2 separate regions of the Capsicum annuum genome follow, and region 2 is linked to region 1. A link is a contact called in public Hi-C data. All regions are on one chromosome and are shown on one strand. Each heading gives the region's core, a stretch centred on a gene start, on an enhancer-like site or on the middle of the called end of the contact. The rest is flanking DNA. Distances are from core to core; before and after follow the strand shown.

Region 1 (2,613 bases), core at 54-2,553:
GCTTCTTTTAGGACCCATTGCCAGCAGGCATACTGATTTGATAAGTGATCAATTACCTGTAATTACCTTCCATCTCCTAAATTTCAACAAATTACTGAGTTGTTAAATCCAATGATCATAACTGTCTTTGAATTATAATAACAATATCATTGGACCATGCAACTACCTTATTTCACAAAATTAGTTAAGTCCTGACAGAAAATGCCGAAATTCTACTGTACAATTAAGAAACTTCCAACAGTTACGTTTTCAGATTGCCAAAAAAGAATGCATACAACAGACGTTACACAAATTACTCTTATCATTATTCACTACTAAACAAGTATTTCGGTACTTGAAAGCACACAAAGGTTCCATCAACTACGAAAATGCTATGCAACAAAAATTTCTCTATAACCACATTGTACAAGTACCTGCGTGCATAGGCACAACATGAATTCGACCTGCACTACCATAATGCTTAACAACACCGCGACCAGGCAATATCTGCGGCGGAGTAATCACATACGAACCACTCCCACTCCCTTCTCCTCTTTCATCACTCAACAACGCGTGATGATCTACAGGCACAGCCGAAAGTGCCTGAAGCTGCCCATACGACAAATTCTCCAACACCACACCACCATTCTGCTTACTCTCCCCACTCTGCCCAGCCTTCTCTATAGCCACAATATTCAACACGGATGAATGCGGCCGCGTTACAGCACGTCTCACTACCATCGGAAACTCACTAATCCTCTCCTTACTTTCCGACACCAACTCAACAACGGAGTTTGTATAACTTCGATCCACTGAATTATTAGGGTTTTGGAGGTCATCAACCATCTCTTGTTGCTCAATTTCTTCCTCATCTTCCTCGTCTTCGAACCCGTCCTCATCGTTCTGATTCTTCATTTTCCTCGAAATTAAACTTTCCCTTTTCCGCTTCCTCCATCTATTCCTCGTCTCTACAACAACAATAATTTAATTAGCTCGGATCCAAATGAAAATGAAATTAATTAATTATTATAAGCACGTAAAATTAACCAAATTTATTCACACAAATAAGGACAAAGTAGTGAGTGCACCTGAGGAGGAAGCAGGCATTGCTAAGAAATTGGGGTTTTGGAGGTCTTCTTCTGAACAAGAGGGGGTTTAAAGGAGAGATTTGTGGGGTCTCAGATTCGTTCGTTTCTGGAGAGAGAAAGTGAGATATTTAGAGAGAGAAACAGAAAATTGGGGAAAGGGGGAATGGATTCATTGTTTCTCTCTACTGTTCTCTTCGATGATTAATTTTTGAGCTCCTTTTTTGGAATTTCGCTAGCTGTGTTTTTCCCACAATAATAAATACGAGTGAGTATTCGCTTGCCTGGTTTAGTGGTGTGCAGTCACGCGCTAAATTAGAGAGTGGTGGAAGAAAAAGATGTACGAGCTGTCGAGAGTAACGTAAAGGTAATTAATTTTCTTTAATTAATTTTGGCTATGAAATAAATATTCGGTTTATTTATAATTATTAAAATTGAAGTTGTGTTTGTTCAGAATTTTTTAATAAATAAGTAAATTTAAATATATTTTAAAAAAATATATAAAATATAATTTGAACATGAAATGTAATTAAACAAGTTTATTTTATAAAAATAAAAATTTAATTTTTTTAAAAAAGTGAAAAATATGAAAATAAGATTTTGATTGTTTTTCAAATTTCAAATACCATTTCAAATATATATATATATATAAAAGAGAGATTAATAGTCAATCCTATGTGGCATGTCTTAGAGGCCTTTAATGACATTTATCTATTTTGTGGTTTTTTTGAATTATTTTCTCCTATTTTTAACTTAATAAATTATTTAAAATTAATAAAAATCACCCATTAATGTTTATATTATTAGAAATTAAATACAATGTGTTTAATATATAATATGATTATTATCTCATGCTATTAAACTCTTTCACTTCCTCACCTTATTTATCACACTTTTTATTATTTAATTTATCTATTCTTCCTCTTGAAAAAAAATAATTCATCCCACTTCCCGAATTTTTTTATATTATTATTATTATTATTATTATTATTATTATTATTATTATTATTATTATCCATAATGTTTTATTATTATTATTATTATTATCCATAATATTACTCTATCTTCTCATGCCTTTTGATATTCCAAATATAAGTTCTATAAATTTAAATATTTGAATAAGCATTTCTCAATGAACTTTTCAGAATTAAGCATTGGGTCAATATTGGTTGTAATTTTCTTCTAATATTATTTTTTATTTATAAATTTATGTTTCTTCATCACTCTAAAAGCAATTATCAAGGTAAACCAATATACTTTATTTTTCTTGTGTGTGTTAGTAGCTGAAAAATTGTAAGAATGTATCATAAAATTTTAAATACATGTTTTTTTATCGTTTTAAATTTTTTTTAGTGATGATATTTTATAAACTGAAGAAAAATATTCATATAGATCAAATACTAATTATAAATATTAAACCCTTCTTCTAATTTTCGAATGTTTGATTCTAATAGCCAATTTAGTTTTTATTTGTAGAATTAAGCTTGATTCTTGAGAAATGTTAATTTATCATAAATTTTGTGAATAATGTTTCTCTTCACCTTTTCTA
Region 2 (2,613 bases), core at 41-2,540, 420 kb after region 1:
ATATCATCCTGAATCTATATTATATTAAAGGTGTGAAGTGCCCTATAAATATTGTTTGAAATTTTTTGGCCTTCATTAAAAGTCTTTACTGTAGACAAAATCTTCTTTTCACTATTTTTTTCTGATATTTAAGAGTTAAAAATTATTTAAATATATTTATGGTAAAACATTTTCTTATATAGAAGTCATCAAAACTAATGACAACTAACACTTTTTCATTAGTTTAAGAATTGTAAATAAACTAAATTTAATTTTCAGATGATTTAAAAAATCTAGAAATAAATATCAAAGCTTTAGAATAAGAAAAATTTAAGAAGTGGCAAATTTTAAAAAAGTTTTAAGTACGCAATAAGAATGTAATTAATGATTTTGTAAAGATTTGACTTTAAAAATAAGGAAAGATTTTAAATATAGGAAAAAAAGAAAAATAACTGTACTATAAATATGGTTCAAATTGATACGTCTCTTTTAGCTTTGACAACAAGAGAAGAGGTACTACATGAAAAACGCAAAAGTAATGATCTATTAACCATTTAGGACTTCTGGTGGTAAAATTTCTATATGCCTATACTAAAATATATGTTTATGTTTACACTATTATATTAAAGTGTGAAGGATCTTCAAAAAATAATTTAAATTTTTTATATTTTATTAAAAATCCCGCAATAAATAAAATTATTTAATTTTAAATAAGCAAATGTTACACATGCAAAACACATGTGGTTACACTAGCGTAATTAATTTGTTTTGAACCTCTGTTATATTGATTTAGCAAAATTCAGATGAAATTTAATTTTTAATTAACTTGATATCATCCATTTTCTTTCTTTTTATTTCTCAATATTTACTTCTTGTAATTTTATATAATTGCTTGTAATTTTAATTTTTATTTATTTTTTTCATTTAGCAAAACTGATTAACTTCATTATTATTATTTTAATTTTTGAATTAAAGTAGAATTACATTATTGAATGAGGTTATAGACTCATGTTTATTTGTCTTTTGGATGTATTTAATTAAGTTACATGAAAAGTTATTGAATAATATGTATTAATTACATTTAAAATTAGTTACAAATATATAATTATTTATATATTTTTAATACATAATATATGTACATTAAATTTATTAATTATTCTTATATAAATTAATTTTAGTTGTTCAATAAGTTTAAAAAATAGTAAAAAATTACTGTATTTATTAAGAAAACTTGGAGGAAATTTATTTGAAAAAATATGATAAAATCTAAAATAAAGCTATATAAATCTTTTCACAATTATGATTAAATTTGGGCCAAAAAATTATGGCCATTTATCACTTTCCGAATATTTTGTAGAGTGTGCCTGAAAAAAACTTAAATACCAGACACCGAGTTAAAAAAAAAACATTTTAAAGTAAATGTGCATTGACTGCAAGTGTGCAACTCTTTGTTCTCTTTATCCTTGAATTGAACCTTTTCTGCTTACCTTTTTGAGATCAAGAAAGTGCCTTTTTCTTGATTTTGCTCCAACTACTTTTGCCAACAAAATGATGATGAAAGCGCCATTTTTGATACTGTTGGTGTTGCACTTTCTGCTGCCATTCCAAAGCTGCTTCTCTGCTTCTATTAATCTTCCTTTGTGGAAGAAGAAGCAGTTAAAATCTGGTTCCTCCTCTCTTGTGTTCCCTCTTGCTGGAGATGTATATCCTAATGGGTATTCACTTCTTTGTAATGTGATTTTCATGAGCTTTGTTAATTTTGGAATTTTGATTATTTTTAGATTTTTTTTTTATTTTTTTTTAATTGAAGTTCAACAATTTTTGAAGGTTCTGATGGGTATTCACTCATTTTCTTGAATTGTGATGTTCTGTCAATGTGATTTCATGGGGTTCATTTATTTTGGAAATTTTGATTGTCAATGAGTTATTTTCTTGATTGAAGTTCACAAATTCTTGAATTGTACTATCACTTTTTCTTCCATCTGTGTGTTCATTAAATTTGGAATTTTAGTTGTGCTTGAAGTTAACAAATTCTTGAAGGATTCTGTTGTAGCACTATCATTTTTCTCCTAAATTATCATCTATCTCTGTTTTTCATTAAGTTGGGAATTTTGATTTTCAATGAATTCTTTAAAAACTGGCATGTGATTAGGAGCTCACGGGTTGAAGCCGTGGAGACACCTCTTGCAGAAATGCAAGTAAGACCGTGCATAATAGACCCTTGTGAGCTGGCCTTTCCTCGAACCCCGAGCATAGATAAGTTTTTTTTCTTGATTGATGTTCACAGATTCTTGAAAGGCCCTATTGTACTATCATTTTTATGCCAAAGTATCATCTATATGTGTTTTCATTAATTTTGGAATTTAATTGTCTTTTTGAAGTTTTTTTTTTGTTGATTGAAGTTCACATATTCTTGAAAGGTTCTGCTGTAGTATCATTTTTCTTCTAGAGCATGATCCATATGTGTTTTCATTAATTTGGGAATGTTGATTGTCAATGAGTGTTTTTTAAAAGTTTCTGGTAAAGTTGCATGTGATTAGGACGCCATGGGTTCAAACCGTGGAAACAACCTCGTGCAGAAACGTAGGGTAAATCTGTGTATAATAGACCCTTGTGGGTCTGATCTTCCCCGAA

Evidence for each region. Hi-C and Micro-C count contacts between places; a contact is called where the count stands out from the background.
Region 2: a contact with region 1 is called in a Hi-C map of leaf, with 4 times the contacts expected there. The contact joins the promoter of LOC107873011 here to the promoter of LOC107873013 in region 1. A contact is called at or near these places in 4 of 5 Hi-C or Micro-C datasets (bud, leaf and placenta).

Annotation. Positions count from the first base shown.
Region 1 is chr6:170,810,099-170,812,711 of UCD10Xv1.1, forward strand. It overlaps LOC107873013 (SWI/SNF complex subunit SWI3C), which reads right to left and starts at 1,304. Exons shown (of 9, transcript XM_016719702.2): 1 at 1,068-1,304; 2 at 414-947. The coding sequence starts at 1,086.
Region 2 is chr6:171,231,883-171,234,495 of UCD10Xv1.1, forward strand. LOC107873011 (aspartic proteinase Asp1) reads left to right here and starts at 1,291. Exons shown (of 9, transcript XM_016719700.2): 1 at 1,291-1,694. The coding sequence starts at 1,528.